Linked DNA regions of Sus scrofa: all the other regions are linked to region 3. A link is a contact called in public Hi-C data. All regions are on one chromosome and are shown on one strand. Each heading gives the region's core, a stretch centred on a gene start, on an enhancer-like site or on the middle of the called end of the contact. The rest is flanking DNA. Distances are from core to core; before and after follow the strand shown.

Evidence for each region. Hi-C and Micro-C count contacts between places; a contact is called where the count stands out from the background.
Region 1: a Hi-C map of skeletal muscle shows a contact between it and region 3, with 8 times the contacts expected there. The contact joins the promoter of GSTZ1 here to the promoter of SAMD15 in region 3. A contact is called at or near these places in 2 of 5 promoter capture datasets (fetal liver and liver), 7 of 47 Hi-C or Micro-C datasets (alveolar macrophages, brain, heart right ventricle and 2 more) and 1 of 2 datasets of contacts at active chromatin or transcription factors (alveolar macrophages).
Region 2: a contact with region 3 is called in a Hi-C map of skeletal muscle, with 5 times the contacts expected there. The contact joins the promoter of AHSA1 here to the promoter of SAMD15 in region 3. A contact is called at or near these places in 6 of 47 Hi-C or Micro-C datasets (alveolar macrophages, heart right ventricle, liver and 1 more) and 1 of 2 datasets of contacts at active chromatin or transcription factors (alveolar macrophages).

The regions. Positions count from the first base shown.
Region 1 is chr7:100,390,704-100,394,469 of Sscrofa11.1, forward strand. It overlaps GSTZ1 (glutathione S-transferase zeta 1), which reads left to right and starts at 1,569. Exons shown (of 9, transcript NM_001243638.1): 1 at 1,569-1,706. The coding sequence starts at 1,692. POMT2 (protein O-mannosyl-transferase 2) reads right to left here and starts at 1,461. Exons shown (of 21, transcript XM_001926162.6): 1 at 973-1,461. The coding sequence starts at 1,430.
Region 2 is chr7:100,509,069-100,512,929 of Sscrofa11.1, forward strand. AHSA1 (activator of 90 kDa heat shock protein ATPase homolog 1) reads left to right here and starts at 1,528. Exons shown (of 9, transcript XM_001928890.6): 1 at 1,528-1,766; 2 at 3,405-3,595. The coding sequence starts at 1,687. VIPAS39 (spermatogenesis-defective protein 39 homolog) reads right to left here and starts at 1,096. Exons shown (of 20, transcript XM_003356755.4): 1 at 963-1,096.
Region 3 is chr7:100,447,619-100,451,380 of Sscrofa11.1, forward strand. SAMD15 (sterile alpha motif domain-containing protein 15) reads left to right here and starts at 1,940. Exons shown (of 5, transcript XM_013989196.2): 1 at 1,940-2,723; 2 at 2,726-3,594. The coding sequence starts at 1,979. It overlaps TMED8 (protein TMED8), which reads right to left and starts at 1,732. Exons shown (of 6, transcript XM_003356761.4): 1 at 1,516-1,732. The coding sequence starts at 1,633.

The sequences.
Region 1 (3,766 bases), core at 319-2,818, 57 kb before region 3:
TGAGGCTGAAACTACTCAGTGACACTCACTGCCCATGTGACTTAACCAAACCACCCTAACAGTGATCTAAATCAAACGTGATGGTGATCCAAATAAAATTTAACAAAAAATCCTGAACTGGAGTGACCTGCACCCCTTCAGGTAATTTGTTAGAATGTAGGGAAGAATGTGCTATGGAATGTCTTTCCATTGGGCAGGGGAGTCGCTCTTTTTTTAAATGAGGGACTTCATGGTAATTATTGGCAATGACACCAAAAATCAGAGGTCAGTCTAAACACCTATGTACAGATGCTAATGGATAAAAGATTGGCCTTAGACTACTTCCCAGCTATCTGAAATAAGACTTACTGGTCCTTCCCTCTCAACCCCCCCACCCATCCAACCCCTCCACACACAAACTTCTTGGCCAAACAAATGAACAATTTTCAGAGAGTATAAAACTTTTCCTCCTTCTTGATGGAAACTTTAAAGTTTACTTAATGAAATTTGACTTCCACAACTTAGTCCTACAAAATAAAACCTTTAAGGAAATATGTCTCTCCTCAAAGGATGGTCCTGGGACGCTTGGACACACGAGTTGTTTCGGTTGTCGAGAATAAGGCGCCCAGTTAGGCATGCTCCCCTCCACTGATGCCTGGAATTACTGTAGAAGAGGAACTCAGGCCTTAGGAAATTCTGTACTAAGATTCTCCTGGGAAAGTTCAAAGCCACAATTTGAGAGCCAGGTGAGACGTTGCAGCATAACCTACAAGACATGTGACTACTTCCTCAGATCCTAAAGAATCCCACTGCCATTCACCAGAGCAAAAATGACTCCTCTCATAGAGACTGCGCCTGGCCAGAAACCTGTTTCCCTTCCAGCGCGGCCCCGTCCCTGGGCTGCGAATCCCGCCCCCTCCATGCCCCGGACCAATGAGAAGGCGCGTCATTCCCTCCCAGTTGCCATGGTGCCGAGTCCCTCCCATTACTCACCAGATGTGCGGCGGCTGGTCCAGACGATGGAAGCGGGTGGCGAAGGACATTAGCGTCACCAGGGCCAGTAGAGCCCACTGGCCGACCGCCTCGAAGCGCCGCGAGCCCGGAACAGGCCGTTTGGGGCTCCGCGCTGTAGTCTCGGCAGCCGCATCCGCGCCCACGGCCCTTGGAGCCTGGGACCCACAGCGGCCCCTCCGGGGACGCAGCTCGGACCCTGCCAGGCCTCCGCCCACCGCCGGTGGCATCCTTACCCTTCTCAGGATGGCCCTCCGGCCTGCAAGCGCGCTGGGTCTTGCGAGCTGTCCGGCCAAGAAGTTACCAAGGGACTTCTCGGGGTTCCTTGGGAAATGTAGTTCCCTGCGCCGGCAGCAGGGCGCCAGGCCCCGGCCTCTAGGCTGGGCGGGGAGTGCGGTCGCCGCCCGGGCCGCTAGGAGGCGGCCAGTGGCGCAGAGCATGACTTCCGGGCGGGCCGGGCCCGGAAGAAAACAGGAGCAAAGAACTACAATTCCCAGCAGCCCCCGGGGCGGAGGCGGGGCGGAAAGGGCGGGGCCAGCCAGAAGAGCCCTAAAAGCTCGTTCTAATCCAACCCTTCACGTTACCGACACGAAAACCGAAGTTCTGACGTGTCGGGATCTCACTGGGCCTAAATCGTCGACGGGTCAGAGTCTTAGGCGTGAAGTTTCCTGGTCGGGAAGAAAGGTCGTCTGAATTAGGAGATGCAAGCGGGGAAGGTCTGTGCCACGCATCAGGGGAGAGGGGGCGCTACTTGCTGGGTGGGCGAGTTCAAAGGTGAGCCGCTCGGCCCCGCCCCCAGCTCCGACAGCGACTCCCAGCATGCTGTTGGCTGCGGTGGCCCCTTTCTGCGCCTGCGCGCTGTCCGCTGGGGCCTGTGGTCGAGGCAGGATTGGCCCCGCAGCGCTGCGTCCAGGTGTAGCGTCCCGGGCTTGGTTGGTGCCCTTGCGCTTCACCTTTCTCCCCCTACCCGATCTTCTAGAACTTCCGAACGTTGTCCCTCGTCTCCCTTTTTGGCGCAGCACTGCATGTCTCTTTCCCGACCAGGCCGCACGATAGGTCCAATCGGTTAACATATGGCCTTACAGGGTTGTTTGCATTTTGAAGGGGTTTGCATTGCTAGGGGCGAGGGGAGGCTGTGGCACTTTTCGTCATCACAATCACTTGGGGAACTTAACCGGTTTTAATTTGCGTCTCCTGGGCCCGCCCCAGAACCACTGTATCAATCTCTGGAGGAAGGAACCCAGAATCTGCATGTTTAATAAGCTCCCTGTTGAAACTTATTAAAGTTTGTGAAAGAGCCGCTATTTGAGCTCAAAGGAAGGTGGTGGCACATCAGGCGGAATATAGCACCACTTTCACAATGTGTAACCCTTTCACGTCCAAATGGGATTATAGGAGTCTTTCTTGAAAATCGTGTGTAAGAAATGGTTTAAAAATAAAATCTGAGAGTTCCCACCATAGTGGGGATATGCTGTAAGGCACCTTCGATCCCCAGCCCCATATAGTGGGTTAAGGATCTGCCTTGCTGCAGCTACAGCTCAGATTCAGTCCTTGGCCTGAGAACCTCCATATGCTGTGGATGTAGCCTTAAAAAGAAAAACAAAAGTGAGAAAAAAAATAAAAGGCTATTTTTCTTTTCTGTCTTTTTTTTTTTTTTTTTTTTTTTTTTTTAGGGCTGCACCCATAGCATGTAAATGTTCCCAGGCTAGGGGTTGAATCGGAGCTGTAGCCACTGGCCTACACCATAGTCACAGCAAGGCTGGATCAGAGCCGCATCTGAGAGTACACCACAGCTGACCGCAACACCGGATCCTTAACCCAGTGAGTGAGGCCAGGGATGGAACCCGCATCCTCATGGATGCTAGTCAGGTTCATTAACTGCTGAGCCACGGAACTCCTAAAAGGCTATTTTTCTAAGTAAATAACTATCTGCTAGAGTGATCAGAATCGATACTTGAATTGGAAAAAGTTCCTCCAGGAGTGATGATGGGCTTAAAATTTTGCTCTACAAATGCAAAAAGAACATGAAATGGTTTGTGCAGTTAATTGCATCGGTAAGAGAAATAGCAGGAATAGCCCTCCATTACATCTCTTGATGGCCCATAAGTAGATAATGTGAGGGCAGTGGCATTCTGTGATCACAGGTCAAAGGTGTAACATTTAGTAATTAAGTAAGGCATTGCTTCAAGGATTCTAAGCTAATGTCTATGCCTCTCTAGTCACTGCTTTGGCCCCAGGAGCCCCACCAACCTCACCAGTTAAGGAAAGGGATACACCTCAGAACAGAGTACATGCAGTTATAGCCACTCAACTATCAATGACACCTGCTGCCTGTCTCTTCCCTCTGCCAGAACTACCTTCACTTGCCCCACAAAAGTTGCCTTCAGGATAGATTGGAACTCCCAGGCTTGGGAACCAACTTGGGACAGGGCTGGGGGGAAGGGATGGGTTCCCCACTGTGCCATGGCCCACGTAGAAGAGTTGGTAGTTCAGGGATGGTGAAAGCATGGTCAGGTAGCAGCTTAGTGAGCTGGGAGATGCGAATGGAAGAGAGAACTTGGGTGAAATATCTGTAGTCAGAGGCGTGGTAGACGGGGGCGATCTAAGACATTCTGAGTTCTACTCATCCATAAGGATGTATATGTGTCTGCTGGAAGCTTCACGAGTCCTAATTACTGGTAACTCTGGACTGGGTTTTGCTTTTAAGTTCTGGTTACCAAGAAGCACCAAAGGAATTAACTTCAAGTTCCCTAAACTCTAGAGAAGTCACACACCC
Region 2 (3,861 bases), core at 278-2,777, 61 kb after region 3:
TGATGAGGGAAATGAGGCACAAAAGGATTAAGCATCAAAAGTATTAAGCTAATTGCTTCTATAATCCAGGTTTTCTCTCTCCTAGATCATTTCCACTTCGATTTGCATGGTCCTTTTTATCACTCTAGGGGAAACGACCGCAGGTCCTTACTATACTACAAAAAATAAATATCTGTAAGTGTCTACGAATAAGCACAGAATATGTCTAACAAATCCAATAATCCACCAGAGGACTTCTGGAATCTTTTTTAACCATGCAATGGCAATGAACACGTGACACTAGTTTGTACTTCCAGCATCAAATCAGAACCAAGATCTACTCAGTAAATAAAAAGACAATCATTTAATCGTTCTAGAATTTATAAAACCACCAGGTGCAATTTTAAGAGTGACTATGAAAGGTGCTTCCGCACGACTTAAAATACTTCAGGGCTTGTCCTTGTCACTTGTTTACTGAGAACCCACAATACTGGATAGTAGATCCGAGGGGAGAACAGGAACACGATAAGGAAAAGAAAACGGACACCCCCAAAATATCTACAACCAACACGCTCCCTGCCTCAGAACACCCCAGAAGCCAGCTACTGAGAAGTCATATTCGGATTCATTTAACATCTTCCGAGCCAGGCCTACAAAGGTGCGGCTATGAACTGAGACGAGGAAATGTGGCTTAAACTAGGAAGACTCCACGGGCCACGTCCAGGAAACACGGATCTACAGAAGCGGCCAGAGCCCAGGAGAACCCTGGTGGGGCAGAAGTTCGTTCAAAATCACCTGTTCGGGCTCATTCGCAGCCCCAACACCGAGTGTACACTGGCTCCCAACCCAGGGGTCAGGGGGACTGAAACAAGAGTCAGGCCTGGGAGGTCTGGGGACGCCTCAAAGAATAGGGGGGAAGATATGGATGCGGAGAGGCTGAACTCAGCCAGATACGTGGCCCAAGGGGTTTGGGACACCCTCACCTCTTCCACACCGAGCCCTCCCTCTCAGGTCAGCGCCAGACTCTTCCGCCGCTGGACCAGCCTTTCTACACAATCTTTGCGACATAGAAAAGGGGCGGAAGGGGATAGTCTCGGAGAGAGGCGGGAGGAGGTGTCGCAGAGGGGGAGGAACCATGAGTCAAAAAGGAAGCCACATCGCATTATGGAAGTTGTAGTTCTCGCCGCCTCGATCATCCGACGCTGCCTGGACAGACTCCGGGCCTCATGACTACAACTCCCAGAACACCCAGCGCACCGTGCTTAGGAGGTTTCCTCTACAGGTTGCACGACCTTCCGCGGTTATTTTGCAGGGTCACTGAAGACTACAACTCCCATGAGGCTCAACAGGGCAGATTAAGGGTTCAGGGAAACAGTGAGACTTGTCTTTTGGGTCTCTGCGGGTGGGGAATGGTCGTGTTGAGGGTTGCATTTCGGGCCTTTTACGGGATAACCCGAAGGAGTTAGCAGGAGCCCTAGAGCAGTGGGAAGCTAAGGTCCGACGAGGGGGAACGGAAGTACCCGGTAGGACGGAGGAGGAGCCGGAAGTTGAGGCGGGGAGGGGCGGGGGGTGGAGGGAAAAGCAAGCTAGGAGGATCTGCGGCCGCTTCTAGTAGTTTCCAGGCGCTGCCGGGCGGCTGGGACCGGGCGGTCCTGAGGCTGTGGCTGTGGCTGCTTAGGCGCTGGTGGCGGCGCGATAGGCGAGCCGATGGCTAAGTGGGGTGAGGGCGACCCACGCTGGATCGTGGAGGAGCGGGCGGACGCCACCAACGTCAACAACTGGCATTGGTGAGGGCCAGCGGGCCAGGCCGCGGGAACGCTACGGCAGGGCCGGGGTTACAGGGTCCCCGGAACCTCTGCCGGGACAAAGCTGGGGCCGAGGCATCCCTACCTGCCCGGAGATGGGCGTGGGTGTTTCTTGTTGTGGGGGTCCGTAGTTCCAGGTTCCTCTACTCTCCGGTCTCCGTTTCAGTTTGGCGGAGGGGGGCGCAGGGGGTACGACGTGGAGGGCTGCGCCCCAGAGGAGGGGTTTCAGATATAAGAGAACATAACCCCTAGCAGCTGTATTCAGCCTGGGCAGAGAGGTGCTTCCCACACGTGGCCGGAGAAGTCACTGAGACCCAAACCGTCGCGGACTGTATTCGGAGATTGCAGGGTTAGGCTGCGGAGGGTTAGGATTTCTATTTTTCCACTGACGGGTGGAATTTAAAAGTAAGTCATAGCGAACCGCTGCCTCACTCCAGAAGGCTAAGGTTTGGAACGTGTTCAGCAGGTGCTTAGAGTTCAGTGATGCTCAAGGCGCCACGGCCTCTCACCCGGAACTGTTAAGTGATTGTATTGTAATTACAGGGACTGCCCCTTGTTGCCGGGCAATCGTGGTTTTATAACCTGACCACTTGAAAGCCTACCATTCTTCATGAAATCTTCTGGAAGTAATGTTTTCTTTTAAGTCCACTGAACTCTGTTCATACTGTCTTTATTTTTACTTTGTTGTAGTTCTTTTTACTGTTTTCTCTACTTAGTAAGTTGGGAGGTAGGTAGTTTTTCTTCTCTGTATCTCAGCCCGCCACTTCTCCTCTTAACATAATGTGCTTGACTTAATTTTTTTTTGTTTCTTTGAAAGTCCTTGGCTTAACATTGATTTTCTAGCTATTTAGAGGGCGCAGAATGTGTAGAGCATTTTGTGGCACGCTTGAATTTAACAGGTCAAATACTGCTTATGAGGTTAAAATTATTGGTTTATTTCTCACTGGACCTTTTAGCTCAATAGTGCATTCTCTAGACAGTAGTGTGCTCCTGACCTCAGCAAGCTGTGCACAGTTTTCCACTTGGTCAGACGGGGGCGCCATGTAAAATTACCAAATTCCCACCCTAGCACTATCATTGCTGAGAAAGGAAAGCAGATTTTTCTTTTCTTTTCTTTTTTTTTTCTTTTTTTTTTTTTTTTGGTCTTTTTGCCATTTCTTGGGCCGCTCCTGTGGCATACGGAGGGTCCCAGGCTAGGGGTCTAATCAGAGCTGTAGCCGCTGGCCTATGCTAGAGCCACAGCAACGCAGGATCCTAGCCGCATCTGCAACCTACACCACAGCTCAGGGCAATGCCAGATCCTTAACCCACTGAGCAAGGCCAGGGATCGAACCCACAGCCTCATGGTTCCTAGTCAGATTCGTTAACCATTGAGCCACGACGGGAACTCTGAAAGCAGATTTTTCCATTTAGTTTGTAATCATTCTGTACAGCAGGTGTCTTTATTGGCAGTATAAGACTCTGGTCTTCCTGAAAGAGTAACATGTTTGTGGACATGCAGGAGTGGGACTGAGTGTTTTGTGTTCCTTTCTGGCCTCTGTTAGCCTTGAATGCTTTCGCATAGAGTAAGTAATCGCCTTCATTTGGCTGCTGGTCCATAGCTTTGTTTTTATTTTGCAGGACAGAGAGGGATGCTTCAAATTGGTCCACAGATAAGCTGAAAACACTGTTCCTGGCAGTGCGGGTGCAAAATGAGGAAGGCAAGTGCGAGGTGACAGAAGTGAATAAGCTTGATGGGGAGGCATCCATTAACAATCGTAAAGGCAAACTTATCTTCTTTTATGAGTGGAGCATCAAACTAAACTGGACAGGTAAGTCTGTGCTCGGCTTTGGACAGAGGTTAACTGCATTTTGACGGGCTTATTCAGGAGCAGAGGAGAACAGTTTTTGAGAGGTTATGACCTTTTTTCAAGGAAGGCTGATAGTGCTGCTTTCAAGTCCAATAGAAAGCAGTATTGGATGCTGAAATGTTTCTTCCATTGTGGGACACTCAGTGGGTTTCCTCTCCCTGGGTCTCACGAGTCCCCACCAGTGAAGTAGCTGAGCCCCTGATCTTTGGGTCTGTATTTGGACACAA
Region 3 (3,762 bases), core at 690-3,189:
CGTAGGCCGGTGGCTACAGCTCTGATTCAACCCCTAGCCTGGGAACCTCCATATGCCGCGGGGGAGCGGCCCAAGAAATAGCAACAATAACAACAACAACAACAACAAAAAAAAGGCAAAAGACAAAAAAAAAAAAAAAAAAAAAAAATAAGAAAACAAAAAGTCACAGGGAAAAGAAGGATGATTCAAAGCTGTGTATGCACGTGCATGTGTATGTGTTTCACCCAAGCAGCATTAGGCAATGGGAGATACTTAGGACAGGAAGTAAAAAGACAGAGAAAGTCACCATCCTGGAAGATACACATCCGAGAAAACCTCTTCTGACAGCACATAGAGGTTCCATGAGCAAATCCAGACCTTTTTCCCGTAATAATGGATCTCACCAGTATAGTGTGTACAGTGGGTGGGCCAGGCACCAAGTGCCTCATACACAGTAGTTCCTGAAATCCTCCCAGCAATCTTATTAGGCAGGTATCATCAGCGCCCACAATTTATAGGTGAGGAAACAGAGAAGTGACTTGCCCAAGTACCTTAAAGATTCAGACTCCAACCAGGCACCATGGCACCAGCTCTATCGATCCACTTTATGATGTCTGTTTTAACTTCAGAACTGGGCATTAAATTTACACTTGCTACTAAGTGAGACCAGTTCTTTCCCCTACAGGCATCCTTTTAGTTGCATCATGTGTGGAAGCTTGAAAGGTAAAAGTGTGATTGCTGGACACCTTCGCTTTTGGACACTGACAATGAAGTAATCCACACGGAGAAACTAGCGTGGGTGGAAATGAGACAGGCTCTAACAAGAAGACGAGGGTCCTGGAGAATGAGGGAGGTCGCCAAAGTTCCTACCTCAGCCTCTATTTCCTGCCTTTGCTCTGGCCGCTATGTTCATTCAAAAGACCCCAGAGCCTACCTATTCCAACTCTGCTTTTCATCTCCCCTACCCTGAGAGACGGAGAGGATGGATGCGAGGTGAGGCACGGGGGCCTATGTGCTGGAAGGCTAGAGCAAGTGGGGTTCTGGACAGAAGGAGGAGAGGCTGCCTATTCGGATGGGGGCAGAGAAGCGCGTGGAAAGGCTGGGACCTGGGACAGAGGTGGATCCGGAGAGGGAGCCAGAAGCAGGGGGCTGAGAGCCGGTGGGTTGGGGCCGGCAGCCCAGGAGTGATGAAAGGGCGCGCTGAAGCTAAAGAGTCGCCAGGAACAGAGCAGCCCTGTCACTACCATCCGGGCTGATCTAAGAAGGGAAACGGAGCAGGAACCAAGACATTTCGAAACAGGAGTTGAAAATAATTGCGAGCGAAGACCAGGCCCGGGAGGTGGCAGGAGAGGGGGTCGCGGGACGGGGGAGTGGGGCCCGGGCAGGAGCGAAGGCAGGGGCTCCACGCGCGCAGAGGCTGCCCAGGCCGGTCCACTCCGCCGGGCAGCGCAGGCAGAGCGCGGCCAAGCCTCGCGCCGAGGTGCGGGGCCCCGAGGCCGGAAGGCACCCACCCGCCGGCGCCCCAGCCTTTCGTACCTGAGGCGGCTGCCTGGCTCCCTTCCACTCCCAGGCCGTCCCCGACGCCGCGCGCCGGCCCTCGGGGGGCTGCGGGGCTCCAGACGCCCGGCCCCTCAGCGACCTGCGGGTCAGACATCTGCAGCCCGCGCGGTTAGCGCCTCCGCCGCTCGCCGCCAGTGGCTCCGGAAACAGCCGAAGGCGGAGCGCGCCGGGAAGAGCCGAGTAGAGCCCGCGGGCCGGAAGGGGCAGCGCGTCGGCCCCCGGGCGGTCCGAGGAGCTCTGCCCAGCGGAGGCTGGCAGTGCGGGCTCGGGGAGGGTTACTGCGTGCTGCTGATCGCAGGTTTGTAAAGTCAGGGCTTGAAAGAACAAACAAAACCTGGAGAAGATTCCGTGAGACCCGGCCGGAAGTCGTGGTATCCATAGAGACGCTATCGGAAGTTGGGGTTGCTAGGAGGCCTGAGCGCGTCGGCTCAGCTGCGTCATGGCTGAAGTCCCAGAAGATTACGATTCTGATCTGGGTGAAGATGAAAACCTGCCGTATGAGAAAGCAAAACTGCCTGAGTCTCCTAAGGTGACTGAAGATGACGAACCAGACGTCATGGCCGAGGGAAGCCTGGAGGTACCTGTGGAGACTGAACAAGAGCCAGAGACAGAGGAAGAGGACTTCAAAGAGGGAGCATGGGAGAGTGCTAAGGAAGGACACCCACTCCTAAAACCAACCCGCGTGTCCGAAGAAGAGATTCCCAACAAGTCTGAGATATACTTTTCCAACGAGACTGAGCTAGGGATTCCCCAAGAGGTAAGGTCAGAGACATCCAGACAGGTAGGAGGAGAGCTTTTCAAGGATGTGGAGGTCCCTGCGGACAAAAAGGGGGAGCAGCCAGAAGAGGAAGCCAGATCGAATGTTACAGAAGATGTACACATAGAGTCAGCTAAGGAAACAGACCTAGAGCTACCAAAGGAAGCCGAGTCTGCGGTCCCAGGGTCCACCATGAGTGAGACAAGATTAGAGTTAGTAGAGGAGACCAAACCAGAGGTTCGGGAGGAATCACTTAGAGAGCAATATGAAGAGACAGGTCTGGAACCTATAGAGCAGACCAAACCTGAATATCCAAGTGAGACACCACGAAAATCAATGGAAGAGGACGCTCTACAGCCACTAAAGATGGCTACACCAGAAATTCCAGAGGAGACACAAAGTAAGTCACCTGAGAAAAGGACAGAGCCACTGGGCAGGCCAAAGCAGAGATTCCAGCAGAGAAACCAAGTCTGTCCGCTGAGGACACACAAAGAAAATCAACTGAAGAGAAAATGTCAGAGCCACTAGAGGAGATCAAATCAGAGTTTTCTGAGGAAAAATCAAGAAAACCAATTGAGGAAACAGTTCCAGAGCTCCCAGGAGAGGCCAAACCAGAAGTTCAAGAGGAGCCACAAAGAAAGTCAACTGTGGAGAAAGTTCTAGATCCACCAGAAGAGACTGACCCAGCGTTTCCAAAGATAGAACCAAGAAAGTCAACTGAGGAAACAGATCAAATGCCACCACAGCAGACCAAACCAGAAGTGCAAGAGAAGACACAAACAGAGCCAACTAAGGAGGGAGATTTGGAGTTACCAGATTATACAGAACCACTACTTGGAAAAGAGACACATGTAGAATTTGCCAAGGAAGCTAGGCCAGAACCAATTGAATTTAAGCATTCTGCAGACCAGGAAGAGCTAGAGCACTCTGACCATCAAATCGGAAAGTTGTTACTAAATGAAACTAAAAAAGTTTCAAAAGACTCTGTGTCAGGGTCTCTTACAGTAAGTGAAGCAAACTTAGTGAATACAGATTATGAGTTTTCTAAAGAACTCCAGAGTCTGTTTCAGCTTTCTGATGCCAATTATGAATTTTACTCATATTTCTTTGAGTGTCGGAAGGATTTAAGAGAATCATCTAGTGAAAAGGAAGTTGTAAATCTGTCCCCAGGGTCCATGAAACTGGTTCATAAAAAAACCAGGCACCCCAAGCATACTCACTTACAATTTGAGTATCTTGAATGGAGCCCAGAGGAAGTTGCAGAGTGGATTAGCCAGCTAGGCTTCCCTCAATATAAGGTACAAAATTAACATTTTTTGGAAATCCTTTACTCATTCCTTCACCTCTTATTCCTATACCCTTCCCTGAGCTTTTGCCACTTTTTGGAGTATAGAAGAGTCATGGACTAGAGGTAATTTGGATTTTAATTTTAGCCTTTTTACTGATATGCATATATTTGTATATTG